Linked DNA regions of Anas platyrhynchos: region 1 is linked to region 2. The links are chromatin contacts, called in public Hi-C maps. All regions are on one chromosome and are shown on one strand. Each heading gives the region's core, a stretch centred on a gene start, on an enhancer-like site or on the middle of the called end of the contact. The rest is flanking DNA. Distances are from core to core; before and after follow the strand shown.

Evidence for each region. Hi-C and Micro-C count contacts between places; a contact is called where the count stands out from the background.
Region 1: a Hi-C map of skeletal muscle shows a contact between it and region 2, with 1.7 times the contacts expected there. The contact joins the enhancer-like site here to the promoter of TCF7 in region 2. A contact is called at or near these places in 2 of 8 Hi-C or Micro-C datasets (liver and skeletal muscle).

What each region holds. Positions count from the first base shown.
Region 1 is chr14:2,904,805-2,908,743 of IASCAAS_PekinDuck_T2T, reverse strand. It overlaps LOC106014446 (a long non-coding RNA gene), which reads right to left. Exons shown (of 5, transcript XR_011803418.1): 5 at 558-3,697. Among named protein-coding and RNA genes, the nearest start is that of UBE2B, 5.1 kb to the left of the region's middle. Within about 2 kb of position 2,478, at least 1 of the 8 cell types and tissues checked has an H3K27ac peak or open chromatin away from gene starts, as enhancers often do.
Region 2 is chr14:2,782,149-2,785,656 of IASCAAS_PekinDuck_T2T, reverse strand. It overlaps TCF7 (transcription factor 7), which reads right to left and starts at 1,565. Exons shown (of 12, transcript XM_072023466.1): 1 at 1,018-1,565; 2 at 844-910; 3 at 477-583. The coding sequence starts at 1,212.

The sequences.
Region 1 (3,939 bases), core at 1,229-3,728, 120 kb before region 2:
AAATGGGTTTTGTTTCATAATAATAGTTTAAGACTTCCAACTGAAATGATCTGCAGAGTTGAAACAACATAGTAATGTGACATCTGACTGGAGGATCAGGGGAGTATTTGGGCAGTAGCAGTACTAGTAGGGACTATTTGGACCCATCTCTGAAATTCTGAAGAGCTAAAAATGTTTACTACTTTAATTTTGAGCCAGTCCATTTTGCTAAGCAACCGCTTTACCAACTGTCTTCCCTGCTGTTGCAGTAGCTTGCTGGTCCTGCCCTACTCCCATCTTGTCCTTCTTTTTGTACTGTCTCTTCTCTTTTAATCACTGCTGTTTTGTCCTGCCATTGATAGGGGGGGTGCTGTGCAGAAATGCTTATTATGATCGCTCATCACCTACATTTAGCTGTTGCTAATTGCAGTAGCATTAGCACATGGATGACTTTGGGAAATTAGGGCACTCTGTGGCTCAGAGTCAATTCTGCTGTAGCAGGAGAGGTTTTCTTGAAAGCCCATCCTTTCATGCCCTGAGAACTGCCTTTTCTAAAAAAGAAAACAAACAAAACCTGCTTCTTATTAAGTGGATTTCTGGTTATTTATTTATTTTTCAGATTACACACCATGAACTTTTACATGCAGTGTAACATTAGCAAAAGTAAGACAATAATATAGAAACTAAAATTCTATAGAGCAGGTTTGGAACTGCAGGGAAGAGTGGTAATTCCATTCCTTATGCCCTCCTTCATCCTGTTAGGTATTGATTGCTGTTAATAATAACAGGACACTGCAGCAGCTATTTTGGTAATGTTGAACTATAAACATGGAGGTAAATAGCTTAATAAGCACAGATAATTCCTTTATTCTCAAACCTCAAATATAGTCTACAGTGCAGAATGAGTCAGCTGGAAGGATCTGCATTTATGTATCCTCCTCCGAGAGAGGAAGTACAGCGAGGAGCACAGCAGTGCTGCGTGCTTGGATACATTTCAGACGTGAAGACAGCAGGCTTTTTGATGAGAGATTTTTAATGTCTTCCAGCCATCCCCATGAGGATGCTGGTCTAAGATCAGTATACAATCTTTATATCTCTTTTCACCAGCTGATGTATTATCTGATTATGATATACCGTTTTTCAAGCAGTTTGACACCTCACCTTCAGGGTATTTTCAGAAGGAGCCCAGCTTTGTCAGGGTGGTACTTCCTGGAGTCCAGCATCCTAAGAAGGCAAGGAAAATATCCCCAGCTCACTGTCGGACTGGCAGATAGAGTCCATGTATCTGAGAGGAACTCTTACTATCAAAGTTCATAACCTTCTTTACTAGCGACTGTGTGCGTTTATACCACCACCAATGAAGAACCATCTATCTAATGCGAAACGACCGCAGCCTGTGTTAACCAACAGAAATCTGGAAGCGAAACCTGCTGAGGGGTGTGCCGCTTCCCCGCGCAGCGAATCTCCCCGAGCGCTGCCCCAGAAGTCACCCGAGACGTGCAGGAGGCCTGTCTGCTCTGCAAAGTGAATTTCACTTGTTACCTTGGCATTGACATGGGCAGGGAGGTTTAGGATGTGAGAAACACATACATTCAGAGGCACCTGGCTGAGCTATGACTTCACCGCTTAAATACTACATTGGTGATACAATTTAACACGAGCAGAAGATGACAGTACTTTAATTTGTCAAAATACAGCATGCTTTTCCCTGTTAGTGCACTCAAATATGTGAACGTGCATTTGTACAGTATTCTGATTAATCTGCTAAGTGGCATCCCCTACTAGAAACCCCTTTCAGTTCCAGTCTGCAGCCTTAGCTTACAGGAGTGGTTCAGTCAGCTTAATTGGGAACGTCCACAGATGAAGGATGTGGCACATCAGAGATTGCTAATTAGAGAAGTTGGGCTTTACAGAGGTGCCAAAGAGATTCAGTAGCATAAGTGCCAGTCCACAGTGTCATAAGCATTTAAGTTAATTTGAATTCACTGATGTCATAATTACTACATTCACTGAGATGCAGTTACAGACGCTAATGGATTGAAAAAAAAACTGTTCCGTTCAGACACTGTATCTTGTTTCCCCTGATATCAGTGGGAACGGGAATGGATTTAGGTTTTGCCATTTCCATTAAGAAAAATCAAAAATCCAATAGGCAATTTCCTGTCATAAGGAGATTTGAGCGAGAGCAGATGGAGGAAGAATAATGTAATTGTGATGCACTTTCTTTTTTACTAGCTTGCTCTGTTTCAGTTTCAAGAGCATGCCTAAAATGGGTTCTTCCACACAGAAAGCTCGCTCAGTAAGTCTTAAAATAAATGACGAGCAAAAATGGCATCTACCAATCCACAATGCCAGCAGTGATACCAGGCATCGCCAACAACTTATTATCACCATGAAAACTCGAACAAATAAATTATGGAGTACTTTGTTTAGCACAGACCGCAGAAGCTTTCACCAGCAGGCTTTTCTGACTCATCCTTTCACTGGCCATAGCAGTGCTGGTGTGTCAGAGGAATGAAGGATCTCATTCATTCGGGGGACGGGGGAAATGACAGCCCGGCAGCCAAGATTTCCTTCGGTGGCTGAGTCGCAGCACTCGCAGAAAGGCTGGCTGAGTCGCTCGGAGGGGAGAGCACTGCAGCTCGGTTCTGCCTGATTCTGCCACGTCCTTGCCAAACTCTGATATCAGTGGGAAATCTGTTTAAATCTCTGAAGCGTTTGCTCTTGATGATGTGTTGGCTGGTTTACAGATACATTTTCAGAAGGTGTCAGTGATGACAACTACATTTATTACATGAAATGAAATGTAACTTGGAATTGAGCTGTATGAGAGAAGAGAGGGAAGACAGTTCATCCAGTCTTATTTTGATCCCTCAGAATTCTTTTTAACCCTTCAAAATGCTTTCACAAACATCCAGAGAGCTTCCAGGAGGATTCATTTTATTTTGTCATGGTGTGTTTATTTGGGTTTCTTTTAGGAGAAATCACACATGAAGGGGCATTATAAAGTGACCCACTTCAAACTTGGCTGCCTTCATCCAGCTGTGGCAGCTGGAAGTGCAAATGGAAACTGAGGAATGGGAACAGTCTTCCACAATTATGGCAATGCCCTCCTGTACATTTAGAGGGGTATTAAACCATCTATTTCGGATATCTGGTTTATTTGGTTAGAAGAGTCTGCTCTGCATCTGAATGGAATAGGGAGAGAAGCAGAAACTCTCAGAAAATGCTTCAGATCACCCTTGCTAGGCAATGCTTCAATATTCTGAATTGCTGAGGATGAATGTCTCTGTTGGCATAGGGCCCTACCTTTCTCACCTTCTTTAAGAAGCTAAAGACAGTCACAGTTGGGTGGCAACCCCCTAGAACGCAGAAAAGCAACGTATGGATGTGAGACAGTGCAGATAAGGTAATGTAAGGTCTGGGAACACTGACAGCAGGGTGTCCAAATCCACCTGAGCTGCCTGCTGGCTGCAGAACCATCGTATCTTCTGCCATGCTCAGAGGAGACAGCTCGTGTTGGAGGAAGAAGCCATAGCCAGTGCAACTATGGTTTCCTAAGTGGCAAGAAGCCCCAAGTTGATGAGCTTGTGGTATCTTTCTCGCTTCCTATTCCATGCTCAAAACCCACAAGGCTGTAAGAACTTCAGGCGCTACTTGTGCATGTGAATAATATCCACAGAGCCTTAAACGTACGGGCAGCACACATAAATGCAATCTGGAAGTGAAGATACCAGGACACAGGATCAGCTCTAGAGAGAAAGGAGCAGCATTGTGAGCTGAAAAAAATCTCAAACTTGTGTGTGGTTGCCACAGCTACTCGGAGGTCCATTCATAACCCTGTCTAACAAAGTAGAGGAGTATTTGGGGACAGCCTGCAGCCAGCAGACTGCTCCTAAAGGGATTATTTTCTCCAGTATAATTTAGATAAAACTCTGGGGCCCTTACCTACCCTAGAAC
Region 2 (3,508 bases), core at 316-2,815:
AACCTCTATTGCCATTTTAGAAGTGCAAGATCCACTTTCTGGGCCATCATCCACAAGAGAGCCCTAACCAGGCCAAAACCCAGCCGTTTTACCAGCAGATACACCAAACTCAAGTTAAACCATGGGACGTGTCCCTGAACACAAACACCAGAAGTTGCTCGCCTCCAGACCCAGAGAAAGGAAGGGGCATTTTTACACCAGATCTTAGGCTTTGATTGCTGGAAGAGGCACACCTAGACGAGGAGACTTGAGAAGAAACTCCTCCAGCAGAGTTGGAGAAAAGCAGCGCTGCCCACCGAGCATCGCTGCCCCTTCCCACTCCTTCCTTCAGCTCGGACAGGACAGCGCCCGGGCACTTAGAAACTGAGATGCATTTTGTCAAAAAAAACAGCACACGGAGGTGCCCGCACGGTACCCGCGGCACACTTTGGCACGAGAGGCCACCAAACTTCTGGGTAAGGAGAGGATGAACTCACCAGCGGTGACATAGATCCATTTGGCAGATAAGGGTCTGAGAGCATTAGGAACGGGTAGCCAGAATACGTGGATCCTTTATACATCCCTGGGTCCTGGTGCTTCATACCTGCAAAAATCAAAGTTCCCCGTCAGGGTTTGCCTTCCGACAGGTGACTTCTGCCTGCCGGGGGAGCCCATGGAGGTGATGGATTATTTGGGGAGCCTTTTTGCCCCGTGGCCCTAAAAGAGGGGACCGCAGGGGGATGAAGGCAGCTCTCTGGGGGTGGCATCCCCAACCCTTCCCACCCTAGGGGGGACCTCCAGGGGGTCGCGGGGCCGGGGGATGTCCCAGGGGGGTCTGGAGATGGGGGGGTCTCCGCCACTAACCATCTTCCATGTGGTCCGGGAGCTTCTCCTGATAAACCCTCTGCGGATCCTGCACACGCCTGATGGCCTGCATGGGGAGGAGAGAGAAAAAGCAGAGCGGGGGGTGGCTTGAGGGGGGGTGGGGGGGTGCGGGCCGGCCGGGGGCCGTGCTGGGGAGGGGGGGGCCCGGCTCACCTCGGGGTCTGCGGCGGCGGCCGGGCTGCCGCTGCCCTCGGACTCGTTGACCAGCGAGGACTTGAGGTCGGCCAGGTCGCGCTCGGTGAAGGCGTTTTCGGGGATCTTCTCCTCCTGCTCGCCCTCGTCCTTGAAGGCCAGCATCTCGTCGGTGGCCCCCAGGTCGTCCCCGCCGCCGCTGCCCAGCTGCGGCATTTTCCTCCCTCCCGAGCCGAGCCCCGACCGTCCCGGCGAGGGCTGAGCTGCGCCGCCCGCACCGAGCCCTCCTCGGCTTTTTTTTTTTTTTTTTTTAATTTGTTTTCCTCTCCCTCAGTTCTTCTTATTTTCCTCTCGAAGAAGACCTCGCTCCCTCTTCAAAACTCGCTTTTTAAAGTTCTTTCCTAAATTGCCTCCTTAACTTCTAAACTTTTCCCTTCGATTTTTTTTTTTTTTTGCTTCCTTCTCCAAACCCCCTTCCGAATTCTTTCTAAAAAAAAAAAAAATAACAATTTCTTTTTTCTTTTCCTTTCTTAACTCTTTTCCTTCCCCCCCCCCCCCCCACCTCCTCTTTTCCCTCCCTCTCCCGGCGGGGGGCTCGGCAGGCTGCGGGCAGGCGTCGCGGGATGCCGGGCTCGGCGGGGCCCCCCACCCCGGGCCGCCCCCCCACCACCGCCCACCCCCCCCCCGCCCCGAGCCGAGCCCGAAGCCCGAGCCCCGCAAAGTTTCCCCGGGAGCAGCGGGCGGGCAGCGGCACGGAGCGCCCGGTGCCTGTGTGCGAGCGCGGCGGCGCGGCGGCCAAGGGCTGCCGACATCAAAGCGGCCGCCGGGTGATTGGCAGCGCCGGGGAGGGGCCGGGGGCGGGCGCACGCACCCGTGCGCGCCCCCCGCGCGCGTGCCCGTGCGCGCATCCCCGCGGGGTGCCGGTCTTAAAGGAGCAGAGAGCGAGGCTCCGAGGGGAGACCCCCCCCCAACCTCCTGCCCCTCCTCTCCATCCAGCTCCCACCTTGGGCTCGGGGCTGTGCGGGCTCCTGTGCGCGCACCCGTGCGCGCTCACGGTGCGGCGGTGCGCGCGCTTGTGCCCACGCGTGTGTGCGCGCACCTGTGCGCGCCCGCATCTGGACACGCGCACGTGCACGCGCGCATCCTCGTGCCCGCATCTGCCCGCACCGCACACTCGCGCGCGCTCCCGACCGTGCCCGCGCGCCCCCCCCCCCGTTGCACGCCGAGTGTGTGCGCGGGCACCAGCCCCCCGCGTGTGCGCGCACGGCCCCGCACCCGCACATTTGCACGCGCGTGGGCCGCCGCCGGCCGGCTGCGCACGGCTGAACACGCGCGGGCGGGCGGGCGGGCACGCGTGGACGCAGCCAAGGCGCGTGCACGAGCGGCTGCCCGTGGCACACACGCACACGCGTGGGGAGCGATGCGCGCCCACGTGTGCGCGCACGCGGTGCGGGGGAGCGGGGGGATGCGCGCTGCGGTGCGCACCTGGGCGGCGGGGGGCACGGCACGGCGCGGCCCCCAGGGGCTTGGCCCGGCTCGGTTCGGCTCTAGGGGGCTTGGCCCGGCTCGGCTCGGTCCCCAGGGGCTTGGCCCGGCTTGGCCCGGCTCAGTTTGGCCCGGTTTGGCTTGGCCCGGCTGGGCTCGCCCCGCTTTGCCCGGCTCCCTCCCTCGGCCCCCCTGGTAGCCCGGCCGTGCCGTCGGCCGGCAGAAAATTATGAGTTTTCCCGAGCGGCCCCGAGGGTCAGGAAACACGAAATTAACATCTTCGCAGCCAATTCCGAAGACACTAGACACTTGTGTGTCGGCGTCGGGTTTTTCTTCTAAGCAGTTCCCATGGAAAAGGAAACTCCCCATCTCTTCTGATCGCGTACGACAGGTCCTGTGCATGTCTCCGGTAGCTTAAAAAAACACACCGATATTTATTTTCCTTAATTAAGATTGCATAAGATAGCCCTGGGTCCTGGAGACTTTTCTACAGACTGTAATGACGCCATGTAAATTGTTTTTTATGACCCAATATACTACATATTGTCACATTCAGCCCTTGAATAGGAAGCTAAAAATCTCGGTCCCTATTTTTCTTGTTAATTAGGGTATTATTACTATGGATATAATCTCATTACTTTTTGGGGAGGAGAAGAACTAGTTGGAGCCACTTTGAAAAGTCCTGAATATATTTAAATGAAGCAAAATCCGTCTTTCTGCTAATTGCCGCTTTTGCATGACATAGAATTATTGTTCGTATTTTGGGGGCACGGTTTACGCTATGCTAAAGGGGATGGGAGAGGGAAAGGAGACCGCTCGCATTTTCCCTGCTCGGCTCTCCCATCCAAATTTGTGAACGGGCTACCCCATAGGAAACTCCGTCTGCAAATTTCCATTCTTTTAAACATCACAAAAATAAAATAAGCTGCAGCCACTTTGAGTAATAATCATTTGAATGAAATATTTGCTACTTTCAGATTTTTTTTTTTTTCCTCTTTCAGATGATCCTCTTGTTTTGCATGTGAAA